Linked DNA regions of Mus musculus: region 1 is linked to region 2. The links are chromatin contacts, called in public Hi-C maps. All regions are on one chromosome and are shown on one strand. The core of a region is the stretch at or near the end of the contact, and the rest is flanking DNA. Distances in the headings are between cores, read along the strand shown. Region 1 overlaps Cpeb3 (cytoplasmic polyadenylation element binding protein 3). Region 2 overlaps Ide (insulin degrading enzyme).

The links. A called contact is a pair of places that touch in the nucleus more often than the background predicts.
Region 1: a contact with region 2 is called in a Hi-C map of bone marrow-derived macrophages, with 25 read pairs. A contact is called at or near these places in 18 of 484 Hi-C or Micro-C datasets (the F1.1 cell line, the P5424 cell line, arterial endothelial cells and 12 more) and 4 of 130 datasets of targeted methods (the 230-238 cell line, the NIH/3T3 cell line, bone marrow-derived dendritic cells and 1 more).

Annotation. Positions count from the first base shown.
Region 1 is chr19:37,044,988-37,051,499 of GRCm38.p6, reverse strand. The region is part of intron 9 of Cpeb3 (cytoplasmic polyadenylation element binding protein 3); the gene reads left to right. Among named protein-coding and RNA genes, the nearest start is that of Btaf1, 120 kb to the right of the region's middle.
Region 2 is chr19:37,281,034-37,286,987 of GRCm38.p6, reverse strand. Ide (insulin degrading enzyme) reads left to right here. Exons shown (of 25, transcript NM_031156.4): 18 at 1,691-1,782; 19 at 2,756-2,867. Among named protein-coding and RNA genes, the nearest start is that of 4931408D14Rik, 20 kb to the right of the region's middle.

The DNA.
Region 1 (6,512 bases), core at 1,755-4,254, 240 kb after region 2:
ACACGTCAGAGTGATTGGAATGCCCCACCTACACTATTCCTTTAGCTCCTTTGAGGTTCTTGTTTGCTTTACTTTTGACATTGTGAGATAGGGACTGTGATCACTGATCGGTTTCCTAAAGTTAGCCTGTATCCATCCTAATAGAAAGTCCTCTAAGAAGCAAGTACTGTCCTGAATGGGCTGAGGGTATCCATCTAATTAAATATTCCTACTCTTTGACAAAATCTTTTTATCTTTTTAAAATTTTATTTATTTTTTAATTTATTTATTTATTTTGAGACAGTTCTTACTCTGGTGACTGTGTGTCACCAAACTCATAATCCTCCTGCCAGGTGTGAACCGTCATACCCAGGTCAGGTTGGTAAGGGAAGTCACAGGCCTATCGAAACTAACCTGAGCATGGAGAAACCCAATGAAGAGCATATCTGGATGAGATTTCTCATCCATCAGTTGTAGGTAGAGGTCAGTGCACATCACTCTCATCTCTTGCCCCCTTTCTATTACTCCTATGAGTAACAGCAGCAAGCTAAGAGTGACTGCTCCAAATCTGGTGTTTCTTAGATCTGGATGCCTTTCACCTTGAGGGGGAAGAAAGCTGTAGGTAGATCCATCCTGCCCCCATGTGGCTAAAGTTTGCATATTCTTTAGAGTCTACAAAAGAACTAAGCAGTTTGCTTTTCTGCTGGCTACAGAGACAACCATATGCTGACCTTTGGCCATGTGATAGGAGTAACATCTTTTCCTGAATGCCCATTCAGGAAAAGCCCTACGGCATTAGGACATCTCATCTCCAGTACACACACGCCTGCACACCTCTTCACTCAGACAGTAAGTCAGTGTCAGGCTGAGGGTTGTGAAGGGACCAAGTGGAGGAGACTGAACCATCTCGCTCCCCAATGCTCTCGACTTCATTCGCATGTGCGCTTCTTTCATTCCGTCTTCTTGATTTAGGTGTCTGATTTGGGGACCACTAAAGTAACTAAGCTTTGGAATCTCTTCTTTCAAACCATGCTCTTCACTTGATGACTTCTTCCAGCATTGATCAGACTTGGCCTTGCAGAGCGGCGGCGTCTGGAGAGGCTGCTGCCTTGAGCTCCAAGAGCCTTTTATGGTGTCTCTATTACGGCGTCTCTATTATGGCTTCTTTGTTCTTCGTTGACTATTGCTCTGACCATTCTCCCCTTTCCTTTCTTTTTCACCCTGCTAATAGTCCATGGCAGATCTTGAAGTTTTCTTCTCCCTACCCCCAATGCCGTATGATGGCTTCTATGTCCAGATAAATGCTGGAGAGAGTCTACATCTCAATGTGTCTCACGTTCATGTGGTGCAGACATTCTGCACAAATGTTCTGGCAGTTCACCTGAGCTGGGGATGGCATCGCATTCTGACTTGTCACCATATCCCTTTCTGTTCTGTGAGGTGGTAGATGACCAAAAGTGCTGAATATCAAGTTTCTCAGCAGTAGACGTTTCTCATCCAGTCCCAAGTTCAGTCTGAAGTGACCAAATAAACTCCAGGTTTGAAGTGCTTGTAAAGCCAAGGACTTTGTAATGCTGGTATGTGTTCCACCTCTTCTTCCCAAACAAACCTTTTGTCTACAGATCCTGTCAGACATTGTCATATCCACTACAGACTGAGCCAGCAGAAAGCCAAAGTTAGGCTAGGATGAACTGATGTTTATAGAGCAGAGAGGAAGCCAGCTTAATTCAAAGCAAAGATTTACAAGCAGGGAGGAAACAAAACGAAGCAGTCAGGTGTCACTGTGTTCTCAGCTGTGTGCTTGGAGCCGGCTCATTCACCATTCACATTTATGATGACCTTGAGAGGCTATAAGCAGTAGACTTGGCATTTTAGAAAGTAGGAGCCATTATTCAAGTAGCGTGTCAAGTCTTTCTTGTTTCTGTGCTTCAGCTCCAGGCTTTCTGTGCTGATGAAAACTGTTTTATCCAGGGAAGATCTGGGAGGGCGGCTAGTTAAAGGAGCAATTTGGCACCAGTTTGATTTAGTGAAATTAAAGTTCCCTTTCTGACTGAGTGCTTCAATGCCATCCATCTAAAAATGTTTTGGGGTTCATCTGACAGAGTAAAGGTCTGAACATGCCTCCTCTTGACCCCTCGTGAACTAGCATAAAGATTATGGGAAGCCCAGAATGTTCATGCTCCTTCCTTCCAGAAGCCAGGATTGCCTTGTCGTCCTGAGGGGCTTCATGCCTTGTTCCTGCCCGTTTTATGTGTTATCTCCAAAGAGAAAAAGTGGACTTCCGGGTCACGGGGATCCTCATTCCTCTGCCGCCCTACTTGGTTCTCGGTGTTCCAGTCTTAGACACTGCCCTTCAGGCTGGCTTTGAACAGCAACTAAACACGAGGAACAGAACCCCAAGGCAGATGGGAGTGGGGAGAATCAGCAAGACTTCCTTTCTGGTGAACTAAAGGTTTTTTCTTATCTCTAAAGAATCAGGAGCCGATCCAGGGAACCATGATGGGTTCAGATTCAACTTCAGAAGTATAGTCACCACAAAATGGAGTTCATGAGAACTGTATGCTTCCCACAGCTACATTACTCTTGCTTCCCTCTCTGGTGTGTGACACAATGAAGCTCAGTGGGAGCCATCACGGGAACAGGGCTCACGGTACTCTTGCTGCTACTATGGAAGCTGACCATGAAGTGATATGAGCATATGGTCTAAAATGCAGTATGCCCTCACACACATCTATGAATCCTGCCGGCTTCTCACTTTTCTGGTGACCAGGCAGACTCTGAGAACACTGGGAGTGGTCAGAAGTGGTTTGAGGCACTTCCTTGTAGACTCTTCCCTGTTGCCTACATAACCGCCATGTAGACGCCACACTCTGTATGCTCGGTTCTTGAGCCCACATCTTCCTTAGGTTAATGTTTCTTACTGTCCTCCAGGGAATTATCCTATCCACTCTACTGAAGGAGGTTCAGGCTGAGGATTCACTCTCATAGGCTTACTCAATAGGACATACCCTTGGTTGAAGACTCAGTTTTCACGGCAAGGTTATGGTTCGTTTGTGCAGACCCAGATGAAGGAATCCATGAAGGTTTAGTTGTCTGTCTAAACAATTACTGATTGTCTTGCTTTCCTTTCTCCCTTCCAGAAAGTCAGAACGGTAGCCTGTCTTTTCACCCTTGCTTTCCTCTCGTCAGAAGGAAGGGGCATTTGCAGGACTCTCCTGTGTTCATGAACGATACTCGATGTAGAGAAACTTCTAAGCCTAGCCTCTAAAGTAATTGTATGTCGCAACATTTCTGGTAAACTTACATCCTCTATTTAAAAAAAGAAAAGGAAAACTTGGGGCTGGAGGGATAGTTCAGCGAGCACTTAAGAACATTTGCTGTTCAATCATGAGGACAGAGTTCAAGTCCCAGCACCCACACTGGGTGGCTCACAGGTGCCTAGCACTTCCAGATCCAAGAGTTTCAACACCTTCGTCTAGTCTCTGCAACACATACAAATAAAAATAAATACTAAAAATGGGGAACTCACAGAATGGAGATTTGTAGAACTTAAGAGAAGTGTATTATTCTGCTTCTGTTAGTCACCCATCCAGTACAGGATGGATTTAAGTTTCTCTTTCTGCTTTCTTTTAGTATTAAAATTATTGAAAAGGGATTACTTACTGAAAAGGTGACTGCTGTTGAATATTGGAAACCCTGGTTAGTAGTTAAGGGGTATCACTTTAGGTTTTAAGCACAGTATGAGTTCAGGAAGACTTGTGAGTTGAGTAGACGGCCCATTGTAAACAGTTGTTTGCTTTTTATTGTTTACTTTTCTTCAAAGGTGATCATAACATAGACTTACTGCAGTTAAAATATAGACATGGAGAGCTGAGGGTGTGACTCAGTTGGTAGAGCCCTGAGGTCAGGCCTCGGGACCACTAAAGCTAGGTGTGGTGGCACATACTTGTGATCATAGTACTTAAGAGATAGAGGCAGGAGGATAAGGAATTTAAGATTACACAGAAAGTTTGAAGCCAGTCTGGGCTACATGAGAACAACAACAACAACAAAAAAGGTTTTTAGCCCCTCACCTCTCACTCCCACCAAAAAAACAAACAAACAAACCAAAAAACAAATAACAAAAAACCAAAACAAAACAAAACAAAAAAACCAACCATGAATTAGATAAAAATTTGTCAGTTTCCTTGAGGGAACCCCCCCCCCAAAAAAAACCCCAAAAAACAAAAACAACCTTATTCCTTTAGCTATTTCGGGTTTGTTTATTTGTTTTACTTTTATTTGCCTTTTAACAAATTGCCTTTCACTTCAGTAAAACATTATTGCTCAAATACCTAGAGACATTTTGATGACCAAGAAAATACTGTAGAATTCAGGAGAAAGCTCAATCCAAAAGCAAGAGTTTGATCCCCAGAACCCACGCAAGCAAGTGAACCCCAGGCACAGTAATGGATGCTTTCAATCTCAGCAGTGAAGAGGCAGTGCTAGGAGGGTCTTTGAGGCTCAATGGCCAGCCAACCAGCCTACCAGGCAAGCTTTAGGGCCCAGTAAGAAACCATTCTATCAAAGCCAAAGTGGAGAGCTCCAGAGGAATGCGCCTCCCCCTCCCCTGAGAGGTTAACCTCTGTGATCTACATACCACACCACACGTGCACATACACACAACAATGACTGGATAGCTCCTGAGTGGAAATTATTATTTTTCTATAGCTTTGTAAAAGCATAATTGAATGAGAGCCCCTGCTTCTTATCAGAAATAGTTCACTGCCAGTAATGCCAGTCATGATCTAGTCATTGGCACATGAAGATGACTTTCAACTGAAAGATTCACAAAGTAGTGGAATGTTTATGCTAATGGAAAGAGACTTCTGGAATCAGGACCCTTACAACCCTTTTGGAGACTGCTGTGGTATAGAAACACATGTAGAAACAGTCTAACTCCTCTTTAACCAGAGCAAGTAGCTTTAACCTTCCAGCTACTTGCCTCCTTTGTAATCAGGTACCCTTTTGAGTACTTAGTATAGAAGACAATGCTGTTTGATTCCTTTCTGGCTTTCTTTGCCTGGCCACTGGAGTGTTTTCTCTCTTTCCTATTCCACAGCAAACCTGGTCTTTGGAAAATTAGTATCTAATTTCCTGGGCCTGCATATTATTTCTCCAAGAAAAATTCATTAATGGATATGATTTACAATACTCCCTTCAGTAGCCTGCTTTCTGTTCATAATAACATCGTCCACATGAGGAAAAGTTTAAACCATCAGAGGATGAAGAGTGAGGAACCACTGACCTCTGATATTCAGGGTACAGGTGCAGTTCTTGTTGCATTGTGCAAGTGAATGCTTTTCGAGGTACTGCTGGAAGCTGCAGCACAAGCCACTTGGCTTTAACCAGCAGTGCTCCCAAGCTGTTGGGACTCAGTAACTCTAACAATAATGGGACCCTTGGGATGGCTTCCTGCTGCTTGGCCTTCCATACCACTTACTCTTGGTCTAGTTGGTGCCAGATCATTTTCTCACTTGAAACTTACTACTTCGTTATGTCAGACTTCCTTTAAAAAAAAAAAAAGTGGGCATTTAGGGGGAAAAAATCAATGTTAGTCTAGTATACAAAGAAATTGAAGTGCAATGACAGCCTTTCTGACACAATGACAGTTTTGTTTTTTTGTTTTTTGTTTTTTTACTGCCTTTGCAACCTCACTATGCCAGAATGAATTAGTTTTACATCTGTTTGAAGAACTCAGGGGTATCCTAGCACACCATTGGGCCCACAGAGCCCTTGCCCGACCCCACCAGAAGAATGTGGTGGTATTTGCAGCATTGGCTCTGGTCATTCTTTTTTTCCTGTTTTCTCCTTTTCAAATGCCAGATGTAGGTTTTGAAGGAGAATGGGTTTAAGTCACTTCTGAGGGGTAGGCCTGAGTCTTTGGATTTAGACGGTGGCCTGAAAGGAATGGCCATAGCCAGAGATGGTGCTCAAGTAAACAGTTACCTTCAGGCAGTTGGCAGCACAGGTAAGTGCCACATGTCTCTCGAGGGTACCCTGATTGACGGTGGGCATAATTTTTTTTAATATCAGACCTTTGGAATGTTCCAATTCCAAAATAACTTCTCTATAAGCATTTTGTAAATATACCAAAATCAAGGCAAGAAACATGGCAAGGGCAGTAGACTGGACCATTAGCTTAGACCTCTAACAAGATTGCCGGGTATGTATTTTTAACAGCTTGGAGACAGCTTCCTGGCTATCCACTGCTATTCTTATTAACTAGTATCAATATTTAGAATTCAGTATGAGATGCTGTGAAGATTTCTCAGTTGGGATAGAACCTACTCTTCATTCTCATTTTTATCAATGCCAGAGTCTACATTTGTAGACACATTGTCTGTAGATGGAATGAGGACTTGATTCTGCAGCTCTGATGAGGCAGGGAGGCATCAGAAGCTGTGTTCAGCCTCAGGCTCCTAAGTAGTGGCTTCGCCATAACTTGTTAGGCCATGAATTGCTTTCTCCTCCCAGGCCCAGGACAGTAGGCT
Region 2 (5,954 bases), core at 753-3,252:
AGCAGTGGTCAGTTAGAGGATTTCTGGGTCAGGGCCATGGTTGAGAAGCACAAGTCAAAAGTTCATTTCGATGGAGACAGAGCAGGTGAGGGTTAGAGAAGAGATCCCCAAGGCAACACAGTGGGAGTGGACCATGTTCCAGTTCTGCAGTGACTTGCAGCTCAGTGGCTTTAAGTAAGACTTTAGACTTAGATAAGACTCCAAGGGTGCGGGTGCGTGCGTGCATGCATGTGTGTGTAACCTTTAAAATTAAGATAGTTGCACATACTTTTGGATTGAAAAACAGTATCTATAAAATGCCTGACCTATTAGGTTTTTAATTAATTAACTTAATAAGTTCCTAAAGAAGGACCAATATGTGAAAAAGGAATGGGAGTGGTAGAGAACTTACTGTTGGGATACTGTAATAACAATTGCCACAGCAGTGCCACCTACAGATGCTAAAATTAGTAAAAATTCGAGGGAAATCCAGTCAGTGATATTACTCGAAGAGTAAATGTGCTGGCCACCAAGCCTGATGCCTTGAGTTGGATTCCCGTGTGGTAGGAGGACTGAACTGACGCTGTATGTTGTCCTTCCCACACCCCCACGCTCCCACCCGTACATTTGTCACTACCACATGCATGAGCTTCTCTCTCCACCCTGGACCACCACACACTGGATCGATGGATGGATGGATGGATGGATGGGTGGGTGGGTGGATGGATGGATGGATGGATGGATGGATGAATAGTGTAAAAATTTTTAATTTAAAAATTTGAGGGAAATCTGTATATTTATATAGTCTCAACTTTTTTCTTCCAACAGGTATTTATTAATTATAATGGTAAAATTTGACTTTGATAGTTTTTGGTGGTGGGCACTTCCAAGTTGCATGTGGAACATGTACACCCTACTCCGTTACTACCCAGAGTAGAGCAGTATGCTTACAATGAAAGCACCTGGCAGACACCACCGTAGCCAAGCAGTTTGTTGTAACATATCCAGTGCCGTGACACATGCCTGTGCAGATGTTTGATGGGCATTGCCTCCCTAGTGCACCTCCCTACTGTTACATACATGACCTTGAGATGACCCTAGATAAGTAAAGGAGTTCTGAGGAACTCTCCAGTGAGAGACAGGAAGGGTGTGTGACAGGTAATTACAATATAGGAGTAGAGATAAGTCCTGGATGAAAAAAGGGTATTAGTGTAGTAATGAAGTCCAAGGCCAGGATTGGTGGAACATACCTTAATCCCAGTACTATGGTGCAGAGACTGGTAGATCCTGTGGTGTTCAAGGACAGCCTGGTCTAACTAGCAAGTTCTAGGACAGCCAGAGCAACACAGTGAGACACTGTTTCAAAACAACAAACAACAAAAACCTTTAAAAATCCTAATAAAGCCTCATCTCTGGTTAGCAATGTGTAGCAGCTGGGAGTGCAGCTGAGTGAGAGAGTGCTTGCCCAGCACGTACAAGGCCTCGGGTTTGAGCTAAAGAACCTTGAAAAAAGTGTCTGTCAGTATTGCTTGCTTAGGCTTTGATAATCCTATTAAAGTTATTGAAAGATGATAATATTAGACAAAACTGGGTGAATGATATAAAGGAACACTAGTATTTTTACAAGTCTTCTATAAATCTGAAACTCTTTCCGATACAAAGCTTTGTTTTTATATTTATACACAGATCATCCTATTTCTTACTCTTTCAGATGTTACCCTCCCCCGACTTAAGGCCTTCATACCTCAGCTGCTGTCACGGCTGCATATTGAAGCACTTCTCCATGGAAACATAACCAAGCAGGTACGAGGTGAAGTTCTAGCAGGCTTTTGTAGACCACTGTAAGATTATTTCCTCTATTCTCTCTCAAGACCTAACCAGCACAATGCTAAACACATTAGAATTAACTCAGCTTTCTCAGGAAGCAGGTCGGAAGGACATGTGAGAAATAGAATTATGATAGTTAACTTAGGCTCGTGGCTGGCCTGGCCTATACAGCCAGAGAAGAAGTGAAACTGATTACCCCTACCCGGTGCAGTCTCTCAGAATGCAGAAATCAGGACCTGCAAACCCCGACACTGCTGTATACTAGACATGCAATCTTATGAAAATGTATTTCGTCTGTTCTGCAGATCACAGGCCTGGACTCGCGACCACTCCATATGTCCCCCAGAACAACATGCTAGGCTCAGATGCTTGCTCGTTGTGGTTTAATTCACAATGCATACTCACGAGTATCTTTTCTGTTCCGGCTTCTGTGGTCAAGGTCACTGACATGGAGCTAATGTCTCCTTCCCAGTACCTCTCCATCTTTAGAAAGGCCTTTAGTCCCTGTGTCAGCACTATGTGGATAGTTGCTTAGATGTCTCTCTCTCTTTTCACTACTACTGTACTGATTGACAAACTCAGTTTTTATCCATTTGGAAAGGATTAAATGAATTTAATGTTTAAAATCTGTTGGGGTTTTTTAAGACTGGCTTTTTAAAAAAGATTTATTTATTAATTTTATGTATATGAGTACACTGTATTTGTCTTCTCTTCAAATACATCAGAAGAGGGCGTCAGATCACATTGCAGATGGTTGTGAGCGACCATGTGGTTGCTGGGAATTGAACTCAGGACCTATGGAAGAGCAGTCTCTCTAGCCCTAAAGTCCGTTTTTAGGAACATATATTTTTGTTTATTGTAATGGGCAATCCAGTAGGCTGTATTGATTTTCACAAGACAGGATGTACTGTGGTTTTTATAATACACTATGGCATTTCCTTTCCTCCAGGCTGCCTTAGGAGTTATGCAGATGGTAGAAGACACTCTTATCGAGCATGCTCACACCAAACCTCTCCTTCCAAGTCAGCTAGTCCGGTACAGAGAAGTCCAGCTCCCTGACAGTAAGTTGAAATGTGCTGTATTACAATGTGGCATAATTACAATGAGTTGAGTGTGCTTGGAAATAATATATGGTTTCATGTCAGAGATCTACAGGAAGCCTCGTTTATAGAAATATGGTTACAAGTAGGTGATTTTGCCAGAATTTCCCTGATTGGTGAGCCATATACGTGAAGGCAGGCAGTAATTTAGAGGAGATTGACATTGGAATTGTCTAGTACTTGCGTATAGAGGAGTCAGAGAATAAAACTCTCATACAGCTAATGAGATATGAATTGTGAGGGCTGGAGAGATGGCTAAGCGGGTGAGGTCATGCATGCGCTGTTCCTGGAAAGGACCTGACTTCTGTTCCCAGCATCCATTTTGGGGACTTAAAACCACCTATAACTCACTCCAGTTTGAGGGCATCTTGATACCCTCTGTCCTCCATAGGTGCCTACATTCATGAGCACAGCTACACACGTGCGTGCGCGTGCACACACACACACACACACACACACACACACACACACATACACATATCACACACAAAAATAAATCTTGTGGGGCTTGGTGATGTGCTCCACTAGTCCCAGCACTTGGGATGCAGAGTCAGTTGTATCTCTCTGAGTTCAAGGGCAAGCTGGGCTACAAGGTAACTTGCAGGCTAAAAAAAGAAATCTGGGCTAGAGATGTGGTCTAACTGGTAGAGTACTTGCCTAGCACAGAACGAAGGTGGGCGTGGTACGTGCTTGTATCTCAGCACTTGGAGGTGGAGGCAGGAGAATGATAAACCAAGATAATGAGTTAGAAGCCAGCTGGAATATGCGACTCTGTCGCCAAAAGTAAAAATTGAGGAAAACTAAGCTGCACTGAGATCATAGCACTCACTTGGAATCGTTGGCAGGAGTACTTTTAGAACAGTCACAAATGCAGATAAGAACATATTCCTTATGTTTTTATAAGGAGACAGCATAAGGAAATGCTTTATATGTTGAGATTTATAATGTTAGGTCATAGTTATATTAACAGTGGCTTCTTTGAATACAGAAATTCAGTGAACATGGTTTCAGTGTGGAACGGTAGTGGGGACATAGTAAACAAGAATAAGAACTTTGACACTTCAGGACATTCGTCACTGTTGGTGTTCCCCGTGTCTGCACTGTCCATGTTCCTTGACCCACGTCACAGGGCCTGTGTCTATACTCTGTTCTCTCCCCTGGCCTGTCATACAGCTATGACAAAATACCCAGTATAGGATGTGGGGAACAGCTAATTTTGACTCACGGTTTTGGAAGTTTCAGGTCATGGGTATTTGGCCATTTGCTCTTGTACTTATAACAAAGTAATAGATAAGAGCAATGGTGAAGGAGTCCCTCACCTCTATACAGCCAGGCAGTAAAGAGAAGGGGCGTGGCCAGGGTCCCAGGGTCCCTTTCAAGCACATGTCCCCAAAGACTTTACTTAACTTCTACCAGGTCCCAGCTCTGTGGGGATAGGGATGTAGCTCAATGATAGAGCATTTGTCCAGAATGTACAAGGCCCCACGTTTAATACCCAAGACTTGGGCCAGGCTGTAACTTCCACTAAACGTTTTCTGATAGCCTCAGCTGGAATAACTACTTCTGAGTTTTTCTGAAACGTCGGAGCTCACAGCACTTTGGCTCTCATTTGGACTAAAGGGCATCACTGTTTATGAGATTATGCATTCCTTTAAAGCCAGGGGTTTTGCTACTAAAGCAACTCAGATACGTTATTACTCCACGCCACTTCTGTGGAACACAGCTAGTTCTGCTGTTGTGCGTAGTCATCACAAAGCAGGTAATGGTTATTATGTACTGCTTCTAACGAGTGCCTCAGCCACTGCAAACCTGGCAGAGAGGAAGAGTTAGGATCTGCTGACCAAAAACCATCCCTTTGCGCTGAACATGCAGCTCTGAGGTTGGGCCTGTGATTAATGGCAGGTGATGGTCTGTGTGTGAGTGTGTTTGGTCCTGGGTTCAAGCTTCAAACCAAAAGAAGAAAGCAGCTGTGGAATTTCCCTTTATGCAGAGTGAGCCAGTCTGGAAAGAGAATGTCACAGTGAATTTTTCATGCCTCTTCCTTTTCCTCTCTTAGGACCCTGTTTTTTTGCTTCCTGATTGCTCTGTCAAATTGTCACAAGCTCAGAAATAGCATACTTACATCCCAGTCTCAAAATGAAGGTGTTAGAAAATTACTCTGATGTAGCCAGCTGATCAGATGTGGATGGATGCCTTAAGTAACCCTTTGCTTGATTCTCCCTTGGGAGGCATTTACAGCTGGAAAGTGAAGCCTCATGCTCTGTGAAGGAGAAAATATTTTGGGATATGTGTGAAAAACTGGAAGAGGAAAAGATGGAACTTACAGCCCACAAACCTTTCCTCTTCTCATGAGAAACAACGCTGCCAGTGTACACCAGGAAAGGGCTTCTAAAGCCAAGCCTTCTGGCATGTGTCTGTCATCCTAGCACTGGGTGGGTCTGGACAGGAGGAGCAGGACTCCACAGCCAGCATCAACTGGATAGCAAATTCAAGACAGGCTGGGCTACAGGAGACCCTGTCTCAAAAGTAAAAACTTTTTTTAAGGAAAGAAAACTTGCTGTGGAGCAGGCAGGCCTCGTGTGGTTGAGCTCACGTGTAGTCTCAGCACTCATGAAACAGGAGGATTCCACGGGAGGCCTAGCTGTGTTGATTGTTTTCTGTTGCTATGATAAAACACTTACCAAAACCATCCTGGGGAGGAAAGGATTTAACATCTCACAGGCTACAGTCCACCATCAAGGGGAGCCAAGCCAGGAACTCAGGGCAGGAGCCTGAAGCAGAAACCCTGCGGGAGAGCACTGCATACTGGCTTACTTCTCGTGGCTCTCCCAGCTACTCTCCTGGGAGGTTTTGGTTAAGATGAGGTCTCACAATGTGACCTTGTCCTCCAACTCATAGAGATGAGCTGTGCTGTGCTGGGAGGAAAGGCATGTACCACAATGCCAGGCTCGCTGCTCTTCTTACCCAGCCCAGGCTTACCTACCCGGGCGTGGCACTGCCCACAGTGGGCTCCAGTGGACTCTACTCTTCCCCTATACATTACTTGTT